Linked DNA regions of Pan troglodytes: region 1 is linked to region 2. Evidence: chromatin contacts called from public Hi-C data. All regions are on one chromosome and are shown on one strand. The core of a region is the stretch at or near the end of the contact, and the rest is flanking DNA. Distances in the headings are between cores, read along the strand shown.

Region 1 (6,488 bases), core at 2,249-4,748, 450 kb after region 2:
AATTAGTACTCCTGAGACTTGACATCTTGTTTGCTTATTTTTATTTTCCCAGTGTCTAGTATAGGCAAAAAGTTCCTGACAAATGGGTCAATAAACATTGAGTTAATCTTACCAATCAATGCTAAGATGTATATGTATATGTTACGTATATGTGTTTATGTACATACATACATATTTTCACATTTTACTGTCTTTGAAATAAAGACTGTCTTACAATACATGGAGCATAACAATTGTCACTTTTCTTCTCTTAATAGCAAATACAGTAATGCCTTATAAGCATTGGTTTCTTAGATTTGATGAAATGGGATATTTGCACAAAATTTACCTAAGAAATTGCTGTCGTTTTTACATGAACAAGGTAGATTATAGGTAAAACACCTAAAACTGGTTTTTAATGCTCCTTCATTTTTTTTTCCAGGAGAGTTCTGTATTCCTCAAAGATCCCTCAAGAATTTTGTCAGTGTTGCCATAACCTCTTGTTTATTAGTCTGCTTGGGTTGCCATAAAAGAATGTACACAGACTGGGTGGCTTAAACAACAGACATTATTTTCTTACAGTTCTAGAGTCTGGAAGTCCAAGATCAGGGTGCCAGCAGGGTTGGTTTCTAGTAAGGCAACCTTCTCACTGTGTGCTCACATAGACAAGGCCTTTCCTCTGTGTGCGTTTGTGGAGAGAGATCTTTGGTGTCTCGTTCTCTTTCTATAAGGTCACCAGTCCTACTGGATTAGGGCCCTACCCTTATGACCTCATTTATCTTTAATTATTTCCATAAAGGCCCTGTTTCTAAATACAAACACATTGGGGATTAGGACTTCAACATATGAATTTGAAGGGTGGAGGTACACAATTCATTTCATAACACTCTGGTTTGGATGGCAATTGTCTAACAAAGATCTAGTTGTTTTGGACTCGGGTGGCTGTGAGCTGGTCTCTGGGTTTGGACTGGATTCCTCACTGGGGAGCAACCCCTCGCCCTTTATCACCTGTTTATAGCATATTACTAGGAAGTGATGTGTCTTGCTTCACATTATTATGTGCCAAATGCTAATTGTGGAGGACCTCTTCTTCTTCTACCCTCTTAGGTCTTAGCCATTAGGTATTAGTTGTCAATCCTTAAGGCCTCCTTCACCCAGTTCTTTTAGGTCCTCTCAGGGCATTGCTACACTCTGCTGATTTCACTTTGCTACTATTATCAAGTGTGTATTCTAGCCAAGGGGGCTACATACTGAGCTTCAACACCAGCCTGTGTTCATGGTACATCATTGGTCACAAGTGAGGCTGGAGGAGATCTCATCTGCTGAGGAAGTAAGCACATGACCTGTCACCAAGGAGTCACCATTTGGCCAAGATCGAAATCCAACACTAAACTTCATTACACATCACCATCAGGTTGCAGTCCTGAACATGCATTGTATTCCATGCCTTCCGAGACCCTGAAATGTTGTCAGTGAAGGACAGCAGGCAAGGTAGTGCATGTGAAAACAATTGTTGACCATGAAATATTTTATTCAGAAATGAGTAAAAAAAAATCTTTGTAGCAGCCAGCCTTTCCCTTGGGGGAGAAAGCTCAGCAGTTGGTTTGGTCAGTTGGTTCACTGAAGGCAGATGAATTGGCACTTTGCAGTTGAGAGCCAATGCAGGCTCACGGAGGTGGCTTCTCTCTGCAGGCTGATTTTGGGCCCCCAGCAGGGCCCAAGGCCCAACAATCAGCGCATGGCTCTTAATTCTGTGCAACTAACAAATCCCGTCCCAGTGTGCTGAGAGCGCCCTCTAGTGCCCAGAAACTTCCACAAGAATGGAGTGTAAAGACCTTTAAGGACCTTCATCAGGAAGGAACCACCATACTTTTGAATTTCAAGCCTAACCTGAAGATTATTATTTAAGGAAACCGACAAATTTTCTCAAAGAAATTATTGTATTGGAAAATGTTTAGAATGCAAACACATTCTCCAAAGAAAACCAAAGACAACTACAGTGATTCATTTACTTTAGGTCTACAACAACAAAATATTAATTTAACAATACAAATAACATGCTCTTTAGCTCTTTGAAGGATGGCAATGAGGAAAACTGGAAAATAATGATCTAGCAATTACTGGCTGAACCACATTCTAAGAAATGTTAAGATAACAGGTGAACATTCAAAATTCAAATTTACCACTTTGGAGGCTGCTTATTTGCATGACAAATGGATTCTTTGTTTTACAGAAAGGCTTTCTCACAGGCCTGGGTTTTATTACCAATTAGCCTTAACCCCAGCAGAGCTTTAATTAGAATGCAAAGGGTTTGTGGGATCTGTGGGCACTGGAGGAAGAATGTCTTATGTTGAGATTTTTATAGGATTAAGTACACAGCCTCTGAGTTACATCTGCTATATATAGCACAAATTATATAAACGTTGGTATTGCCTGTCACCTAATACAATTATTTGTACAGACAGAGTATGACATTAATTCCTGCAGTGAACAACTCTATAGACCCTTCACCCTAATGTGTCCATTTAAATGGAGCCCTATTTGCTATGCACACACTTTTTCAAAGAATCTGTTAGAGAATGTGAATACCAAGTTATAAGCAACAAAAAAGAAAGCAACAAAATATAATGAAATCCCCATTACATCCCTTTGCCCTATAATACTTTCCCTTGACTTTGCTATAAGCATTCCTCTGGCATTCCCACTCCTGACCCACAAGATTATTAAATGTTTATTGTCTCAACTAACTATGCCAACAGGTTCGTAATATCGATACAGAGAAAGTGGAAGACTCTGTGAAAGTTATTTACATTAAACATGCAAGTGTAAAAAAGGATTGTTGAGCAACAGGAGTGAGCTAAGAAGGCAGTTGTGAATTCTGTGCATTCAAGATGAAACAATGTTATTTGTGTGTGTTAGCTGCCTGGCTGAGTAAATAAAGAAGATTCAAATTTGGCGCAGCTGTTCTTTCTCAGTGCTGCCTGGATATTAGATTCCCTGCAACCGTCTGTGTGCTTAGACCCCGCGTTCCATTGCGTAGGGAGCTGGCAGGCCTTTTTTTTAGCGGAATGCAGCTGGGAGCAGGAAGGGTGGAGCCTGCTGGGGTTTGACTCAGCAGCTGTGGGCGAGGCCCTACACACTCTGTCTTGAGGACTGTGATAAAGGTTAAAAATAAAGGATAGCACTTGAGTGGGCTTCATAAGGAGTAGCAATCTAATTATAGGGCTTATTTTTACAAAGCAGCAGCTGACAGCGTCAGCCCAGCACGTCCTAAAAGTTCTTACTAAGACAGGAAGCTGCTACATTTGCTATGACCAATGTCACTTTAAGGGGTCTTGGCAATTACATTCTCACTCAACTTTTCCTTCTGCAACAAGGATATATGAGGGGGATTAGAGGATATTGCAAAAGCTCACCTTTTATTCAGACCCAATTAAAAACTAAACCCACTAAATCAACTTCCTCTCTTCCTTCTCAAACATTTATAAAGCGCCACCACGCGGCAGGCACGGTGCTGGGTGCTGCCATTCACACCCCACATGGTCTTTTCCCACAGCTGGTGGAGGTTGTGGCATAGCCTGTGCTCAGTCTTGGATCTGTCTCTTGAGGACCAGTTTCTCTTTGGGGTCTTGTTTCCAAGAGCCATGGAGAATGAGCAGAGCAGCATCTAACAAAGGACGGGGTCCCCTCTCAGCTTCTCTGTCTTCACAAGTGAATGTCACACATTTTAAACTAGAACTCTTTCTACTTATTTAGCACCTAACAGATGCTACGAGAATTCTGGTTACTTTTCTGTTTGGGTCGGGAGTACATGTCTAAGTGTGACAAATGTGAGCAGATTATTTGGAGAGGTGAGGAAATACAGGAAAGAGGGGGGCCAGTCTTTTCTCTCTTTTGGAAAAATAATCATTTTTCATAGAAACCAGATACTTTCATAATACTCTTTTTTTTTAGAGAAATGTTTTAACATGAAAAAAATTTCAAAGATACATACAAGTAGAGATAATAGTGTAATAAGTCCCCATGTACTTTTTGTCCAGCTTTAACAATTAGCAGCATGTGGCCTGATCTTGTTTTACACATATCCTCTCTCCTGTATTATTTTGGAGCAAATTTGATATGTTCTTTCTTTCTTTCTTTCTTTTTTTTTCCTTAGACAGAGTCTTGCTCTGTCACCCAGGCTGGAGTGCAGTGGCACAATCTCGGCTCACTGCAACCTCCGCCTCCCAGATTCAATCAATTCTCCTGCCTCAGACTCCCGAATAGCTGGGATTACAGGCACCTGCCACCATGCCTGGCCACAAGTTTTGTATTTTTAGTAGATACGGGGTTTCACCATGTTGGCCAGGCTGGTCTCGAATTCCTGACCTCAGGTGATCCTCCTGCCTTGGCCTCCCAAATTGCTGGAATTACAGGCATGAGCCACTGCTCCCAGCCAATATGTTATTTCATCTGTAAATATTTCAATATGTAGTTCTATAGATAATAATTCCTTTTCAAAAAGTAACCACAAAACAATAAATTCACCTAACATTAGCAATAATTCATTAATATCATAAACTAGTCAGTATTTAAATTTATAATTATCTCATAAATGCATATGCACATTTTTTACAGCTTGTTTGAATTAAGATAAAAATCAGCTGCACATATTATAGGTGGTTCCTTTTTCTCTTAAATCTTTTATTCCATAGATTCCCCTTCCATGTCCCTCTCTGTTTTGTTATCCTGGCAATCAGTTGAAAAACTGAGTACTTTGTCCTGTAGATTTTTATGGATTGGATGCCTGTGGTCCTCTGTAACAGTATCCTCCATTTTCTGTTTCTTGTAAATTAGTACAGTCATGCCCCTCATAACAAAATATTCTGTCAACGATGAACCATTATGGATGGTAGTCCCATAAGATTATAATAGAGGTCGGGCGTGGTGGCTCACGCCTGTAATCCCAGCACTTTGGGAGGCTGAGGCGGGTGGATCACTTGAGGCCAGGAGTTCGAGACCAGCCTGGCTAACATGGCAAAACATTGTCTTTACTAAAATAAAAAAATTAGCCGGGTGTGGTGGCGGGTGCCTGTAATCCCAGCTGCTTGGGAGGCTGAGGCAGGAATCGCTTGAACCTGGGAGGTGAAGGTTGCAGTGAGCCAAGATCGCACCACTTCAGCTTGGGCAACAAAGCAAGATTCTATCTCAAAAAAAAAAAAAAAGATTATAATGGAGTTGAAAGATTCCCATTGCTTAGTTATGTAGCCATTGTAACATGGTAGCACAACACATTACCTTTTCTATGTTTAGATATGTTGCAATACACACTATTGTGTTACAGTCGCCTACAGTTTTCAGTACAGTAACATGCTGTACAGGTTTGTAGTCTGGGAGCAATAGGCTGTACCATATAGCCTAAGTGTGTAGTAGATTATACCATCCAGGTTGTGTAAGTACACTCTGTGATATTTACACAATGAAATCACCTAATAACACATTTCTCAGAATGTATTGCTGTCGTTAAGGGATGCATGATTATAGTTGACTCTAGAGACTTATCAGAGTCAGGTTTCATTTTTCTGTCAAAACGACTTCATACATGGTAGAAAAATCTCATGTCTCTCTTTTTTCCCGATGACATTCTTTACACTGTCAGTGTAGTTTCTGAACTTAGCTGCAATCTGTAAGAGAGGGTTTCTTGACTTCATCACTATTGAAGTTTTGTACCAGCTAATTCTTTGTTGTGGGGTCAGTGGGGGGGCGGGCTCTCCCATGCATTGTGGAATGTTTAGCAGCATCCTGGTCTCTACCCACTAGATACCAGTAGCAGCCACTCCCCAGTTGTGACAATCAAAAGTATCTCCAGACATTGCCAAATATCCTTTGGGAGGGTAGGGAAAAATCATCCCTGGTTGAGAACCACAGCTGTAGACTAACCATCAGTTATTCTGAAAGGTTATCTGTCCACAGCCTTTAACGTTTCAAGTGCTAATCCATTGACCATGAGACCTAGGCCATTCACTATGATTATTGTATTGATTTTTTGTTGGTGCTGTGACAAATTACTACAAATGTAGTGGCTTAAACAATACAAATTTATTATCATACAGTTCTGAAGGTGATGAGTCCAGATTGGGTTTCACAGGGCTAAAATCAAGGCATCAGGAGGGCTGTGTTCCTCCTGCATGGCGTTTTTCTTTGTCTTCAGAGCCTACAGTATAGCATCTTCCAGTCTCTCTCTCTCTCTCTCTGACTGTCTTGCATCCCCCCTATAAGAACCCATGGGAGCTGTGCGCAGTGGCTCACGCCTGTAATCCTAACACTTTGGGAGGCTGATGCAGGAGGATCATTTGAGCCCAGGAGTTTGACAGCAGCCCTGGCAACATAGCGAGACCTTGTCTCTACAAAAAAATGAAAAAATCTGCTGGGTGTGGTGGTGCGTACCTGTAGTCCCAGCTACTCGGGGCCGAGGTGGGAGAATTGCTTGAGCCCGGGAGGTTGAGGCTGCAGTGAGCTGTGTTGTGTCA
Region 2 (6,001 bases), core at 1,494-3,993:
CGACCCCCACGGTCCGCCACTCCTGTCTCCACATACCACTGTCCTGCTCGGTTGATCCGAAGAATGGGCTCCCGGCTCTCTACATCAGAACTTGGTTCAATGATCTGAGGGCTGGTGGACTCCTCAGGAGGACTTAGCTCTCTGATATCCAGCACAGCACTAACCTGACCTCGCCGGTTTCCCTTTGGGGTATTATGTCGTGGGCTAAGGGAGCGGTTGAGATTTGGTGTAACCCTGTGAGACTCTGGAGGTCTCTCTTGATGCTTTGTCCTTGTTTGACTTAATTCTGCTTCAACCTCAGCCACATTAATTTTGAAATGAATGCCCTCCAGGATCTGTGTACATTTGTCTATAATATGCTGCATTTGCAGAAAACTGGCAGCTGTTAGGTAGCTGATGATATCTGCCAGTTGCAGGCATATCCGCCCTGTGTAACAGAAAGAAAGGAGCTGTTCAAAAACAGTAGGGTTCTTGATGACTGAAATGGAGACTGTACTCATCTCATTCAAGGACATGTGATCCCGGAAATAGGGGGAGCTGGCAGCCAGCACCACTTTGTGAGCCCGAAAAGCTTGTCCTTGCACATTGACCACAATATCACAGAGACGGCCCTGCATGCGCAACTGGTTTAGATGGCTCAGGACAGAGTTGCTGAAGTCAGGAATCTCCAATTGTATGTTCCCACCTTTCTCCATGGTCGTGCCTGAGGGTGCATTCAACCCTGCTGAAAAAAGAAACCATATTCTCATTAATAATTATAATTTTACTTCCCGGATGTTTTCCATTTCAAAAGTATTTAAACATAGTTATCTGGTAAAATTTCAAAATCTCCAGATAAAAGAAATACCTTCCTTATGTTTAGATGTGGAAACAGAATCACCAACAGGTTTTTTAGTTTAAGTTTCACAGGAGGACATAGTTAAAACTAAAAAGTGATCTTTAGACTCCTAAAAATTCATGTTATGACCATGCTTTCCTTACTAATAAGTTATATAACATCAAAACAGAAGTTCAACAGAAGGTAGGGGGAAGGACTTTTAAGTGTTAATTATAAGGTACTTGCAGACTGAATATAACATCTCATAACTTTACAACTTTTCTCTGGAGGAGGAAAGCTTTCTGAATAAATGCAATTCTATATAGATGGCTTGATATCCCTCTTCTTAGTATTTTACTACCTGCTGCAAGAATTATGTTTATTATTTTATAAAAGGACTAATATCCCACATGAATGTAGGCTAATATTTCTAAGCTTAAGAATCAGAGCCCCCCCACAAAAAGACTTTGGTTATAGGGCTGTGAAGCAAACTCTAGGAAAAATCCCACAGCTGTGCCAGGATTCAACCAAGATGCAGAGAATGTGAAGTTCAGTTGTCAAAATTAGGAAAGCTGGGTAAATCTGCCAAATTCGAAGTTGGCAATTCCGAGGTGGTGATGAATACTTCCATCCTGAAACTTAGTTCTCCAGATCCGATGAAAAAATACAGCATTTACCAAGTATGCCAACATTTTTCCATTAAAATATTTTTAAAAAATGGCTGAAACACTAAACCTGAAGCTGTATACAAGATAGTTGAAAGTAGTTTCAACTACTGAAAATAGTTTGTATAAATCCGAACAAGAAGACATTTACTTAAGCCCAATGTGCGTTCACTTATCTATATATTACATAGTTACACCACACCTGAAACTTCAGGAACTTACTCTGCCAAGCTCACAGTACTGCCCCGCATTAACAACACACTTATTAAATAGGGAAGTGTATACACTGTTTTCAACAATCAACTTTAGCCAATCTGACCTTTTTCCAAAGCGTTATTGTTTGTTTTGAAACTTTTAATCCAATAAGAGCCTCTGTCGATGCCATCATGAATTCAGATGTGTTTATTTTGGAGCCTACACCAGCGCCTTTTTTGTTTGCTCTTTCCGGCAATTCCCCAGTGAGGAAGCCCCTGGAGGAAAGTCTTTCGCTACCGTCGGCACTGGAGGGGTGAGAGCTGTAAAAGGGAGAATTGGGAACGGCATGGGGTTGGCCACTCCAGCACTTGAGCAGCTTTCTTCTGCGTTAGGAAGCCTGGGGAGAGGGGAACTGGCTAAAGGGCAAAATGTCACTGAGGAACTTCGGAGAAGATGGGGACAAGGCGTCGGGCGGGGGAGCCAGCGCTCAGGTGAGAACTAGGAAGGGGGCGGCGCCCGGGGACCGGCTCCAGGCGGCGGCGGGCGGGGAGCTGCCGGGAGGTGGGTGTGCGTATCTGGGTGTGTCCCGGCTGCGGTGGGGGAGGGGGCCGCCCTTCCCGGGGTCCTGAGGGAGGGGCCCCGCGAGGGGGCGGGTCCGGCAGATCAGCCCGGCCGGGGGCCAAGGGGGTGGAAGGTCGCCCGGTGCCTGGAGGTGAAGGAAAGTAGCTGAGCGCCCCAGGAGCGCGCTGCGGCGGAGGGCGGGCGAGGTGACCCCGGTGCAGGGAAGTGGCACTGGGGTGTGGGGCCCGAGTCCAGTCAAGGAGCAGCACCTACCTCCGGGGGTGGAAATGGGCCGGAATGGGCCGGAACACCGTCCCGGAAGTGAAACCCCCCACCCCCTCCCACGGAGCGGGCGACGTGCCGGAAGGAAATCACTCAGCCTTACACCGCCCCCCCTTCCCCCATCCCCAGAGCTTTCCTTGCCTCGCGCCCCCTCCCCTCTCTGCTCTTCCTCCTCAGTCGGGAGGAGGGCGGGAGCACGGCATCACGTGGACGGTCATGTCTCTGCCCACAATGGCGAGGAAGGGCGGGGAAAAGGGGCGGACTTAAGGGGTGGGAAGAAGGTGGTACTGGATGAGGGGAAGATTGAGGGAGGTTAGGGGGAGGAGCCGAAGCGGACGCTGCCGGGAGCGTGCGTCGTGACGTCATCAAAAGAACTCTTATATACAGGAGCCCAGGCACCATACTGTCTTTTCGAGGTAGGAGTCGAGTACTGTAAGGTATGTTATTTCTTTGCGAATGTTGCGGGTTTTTGGGCGCTCCAGCCTTTGTCTGCTAAGGTCACCCTGAATTGACTGGGACTTTTAAGCCAGTCGCGCGCCTTTGCACGGCCTACAAGTTGAGGATGGTGGGGGATTGCACATATGGTGCATGCGGACCTAAGCTGCGACTATGTTAGAGTAGAACTGCGGAGAAGCCTCGGCTCTCGTGCCCTGCCTCTGATGAAGCCTGTGTTGGTAGGGACATCTGAGAGTAATGATGAATGCCAACCGCTCTGATGGTGGCACATGCCGAGTCACCCGAGTAAGCTATTGTTAAGGGCCGTGACCCCAGCCTCCATCAGCCGTCCGCTCTCATGAAAGGCTGTCGGTGGTAGTCCACGTGCTTAAGTGCCTGCATTCCGCAGTGTCACCAATATTTCCATTAGTGTTTCTTTTTTCTTTTTTTTTTTGAGACCGAGCCTCGTTCTGTCACCCAGGCTGGAATGCAGTGGCTCGATCTCGGTTAATGGCAACCTCCGCGTCCCGAGTTAAGCAGTTCTGCCTCAGCCTCCCAAGTAATTGGGACTACAGGCGCGCGCCACCATGCTAGGCTTTTATATTTTTAGTAGAGACGGGGTTTCACCATGTTGGCGAGACTGGTCTTGAACTCCTGACCTCAGGTGATCCACCAGCCGTGGTCTCCCAACATACTGGGATTACAAGCCGTGAGCCACCGCGCCCGGCCGCCATCGGTGGTTCTTAACTGCGGGTGCAGTGCTTCTTTGTAACATTAAGTGTATCCTTTACCTGTCGCTAGATAATGAATGGTATGTTACCTGCATCATTGGTTTAAAAAGACGAACCGTTTTTTTAAAGAACACGTTCTTTAAAAAAAAACCGGCCGGGCGCGGTGGCTCACGCCTGTAATCCCAGCACTTTGGGAGGCCGAGGCGGGCGGATCACGAGGTCAGGAGATCGAGACCATCCTGGCTAACACGGTGAAACCCCGTCTCTACTAAAAATACAAAAAATTAGCCGGGCGTGGTGGCGGGCGCCTGTAGTGCCAGCTACTCGGGAGGCTGAGGCAGGAGAATGGCGTGAACCCGGGAGGCGGAGCTTGCAGTGAGCCGAGATCGCGCCACTGCACTCCAGCCTGGGCGACAGAGCGAGACTCCGTCTCAAAAAAAAAAAAAAAAAAAGAACCGTGGAACAATGAATTAAAATCTGTACCCGATCTCTTTAGGTATGGTGCTGGGTGCAGATGCAGTGTGGCTCTGGATAGCACCTTATGGACAGGTAAGAATTGGGGAAAGTATGGTGGGAAGAATGAAATCTAAGAGGTGGTCTCAGCCTGTGATGCTTTAAGAGTAGTGGACAGAAGGGATTTCTGAAATAATATTCTGAGGCTTTAATGTTAACCATTTATATTTAACGTGACTGCTGTGAGGTTCATTCTCACTGTTTTGCTTGCATCTTTTTGTTTTCTAGTTGTGTCCCCAAGGAAGGATGAGAATAGCTACTGAAGTAAGTTGAAAATTCCCTCTCAAAAAGATTTAAAGCCATTGGATGTGCCACAATGATGACAGTTTATTTGCTACTCTTGAGTGCTAGAATGATGAGGATCTTAACCACCATTATCTTAACTGAGGCACCCAAAATGGTGATTTGGGGAACATAGAGAGTACACCTAAGTTCACATGAAGTTGTTTCTTCCCAGGTCCTAAACAGCAAGCCTAACTCAAGCCATTGGCACACAGGTGAGAAACCTCTATTTTGTACTTCTCACTTTTAAGGGATTAGAAAATAGCCAAAGCAATGATGATTATCTATGTTAGTGCTTCTCTCCCCTCTTTTCAAATGAGAATTTTGCTCTCATATTGATACTAAGTTTAATACTGAAGAAAATGTGAAAACAGATACTATGATGGTTGCATAGTTCAGCAGATTTAATCATGAAGAGATGTACTATCTGTCTGATGTATCTGGGGTGGTTGTGGTTTGCTGTTAATGGTTAAGCAGTGTACCACCAATCTACCATTAAAATATTTTTTGCTGACAATTGTATTAAAATTACAGGCATTAGACAGAAAGCTGGAAGTTGAAATGGTAAGTGAAACTGTATCCAAGTAAACAGGTAACTGGGCAAACTGCCTACGGCACAAATGGCTTTTTAGTTACCTCCTACTAGTGCTGAATGCATTAAATAAATGGCGGATTCTTGTCTTGTTATGATTAATAAGAAAGTTTGTAAATGCAGCCTGGATGATGATAAGCAAATGCTGACTGAACATGAAGGTCTTAATTAGCTCTAACTGACTAAAGGCATTTGTTAGTTTTGGCAGGGGGTGAACACTCATCTGTGGCTATTCTAAGACCACTCTTATTTCTTAGGTGGAGTCCAACTTGCCTGGACCAGCTTAATGGTTCTGGTAAGTATTAATGAAAACAGTAGATAGACTTCATGAAAATGCTGATGGTGATATGCTTACTGCTGAGCTAATGGCTTAAGGCTTGGCTGATGAATACTGACTGTATTTTCCTTGAGCATGTCTGGAACAGTGTGTTTTCCTTGAGCATGTTTGGAACGGGGTTTGTGTAATGATGTTGATCAAATGTCTGACCTGAAATGAGCATGTAGACAAAGGTAACACTGAAGAACCCTGTGACAGACAACTTTGAAAAGAGTTTAATGATGTTTAGCATTTCAATGGAAGTCCTCATTTGTATTCCAGCTCCTGGTAACGTTTTTATCCATGGATGACTTGCTTGGGTAAGGACATGAAGACAGTTCCTGTCATACCTTTTAAAGGTACATGTTTTATTGATGTTAACGTTAATTGATTGAGCTACTGTTAGTGATGATTTTAAAATTAAAGCAGATGGGAATCTCTCTGAGAAAGAAAATGGAGATTAATCTTAAACTGAAACAGTAGTTGGGAAATCTTTTAGAAATCCACCTATTACTACCTATTGGTAAAGGAGATAAAATTTCTACAGGTATGGAGAGTCGGCTTGACTACACTGTGTGGAGCAACTTTTAAAGAAGCAAAGGTATAGCAGTC

The links. Hi-C and Micro-C count contacts between places; a contact is called where the count stands out from the background.
Region 1: a Hi-C map of stem cell-derived neural progenitor cells shows a contact between it and region 2, with 4 times the contacts expected there. The contact joins the enhancer-like site here to the promoter of ZBTB37 in region 2. A contact is called at or near these places in 1 of 7 Hi-C or Micro-C datasets (stem cell-derived neural progenitor cells) and 1 of 1 datasets of contacts at active chromatin or transcription factors (stem cell-derived excitatory neurons).

What each region holds. Positions count from the first base shown.
Region 1 is chr1:75,661,488-75,667,975 of NHGRI_mPanTro3-v2.0_pri, forward strand. All of the region lies in intron 1 of TNFSF4 (TNF superfamily member 4), which reads left to right. It overlaps LOC134810092 (a long non-coding RNA gene), which reads right to left. Exons shown (of 3, transcript XR_010157299.1): 3 at 6,040-6,488. Among named protein-coding and RNA genes, the nearest start is that of TNFSF4, 48 kb to the left of the region's middle. Within about 2 kb of position 3,499, at least 16 of the 24 cell types and tissues checked have an H3K27ac peak or open chromatin away from gene starts, as enhancers often do. A contact at or near this core is called in stem cell-derived excitatory neurons and stem cell-derived neural progenitor cells, where this site is marked.
Region 2 is chr1:75,216,735-75,222,735 of NHGRI_mPanTro3-v2.0_pri, forward strand. ZBTB37 (zinc finger and BTB domain containing 37) reads right to left here and starts at 2,744. Exons shown (of 4, transcript XM_009438523.4): 1 at 2,512-2,744; 2 at 1-724. The coding sequence starts at 695. It overlaps LOC101059610 (a long non-coding RNA gene), which reads left to right and starts at 2,787. Exons shown (of 12, transcript XR_001711094.3): 1 at 2,787-2,957; 2 at 4,183-4,235; 3 at 4,428-4,463; 4 at 4,657-4,696; 5 at 5,016-5,045; 6 at 5,331-5,368; 7 at 5,672-5,748; 8 at 5,937-5,990. It overlaps LOC112207327 (small nucleolar RNA SNORD74), which reads left to right and starts at 3,166; the gene lies at 3,166-3,245. It overlaps LOC112207401 (small nucleolar RNA SNORD75), which reads left to right and starts at 4,288; the gene lies at 4,288-4,347. It also overlaps LOC112207238, LOC112207370, LOC112207328, LOC112207373 and LOC112207287.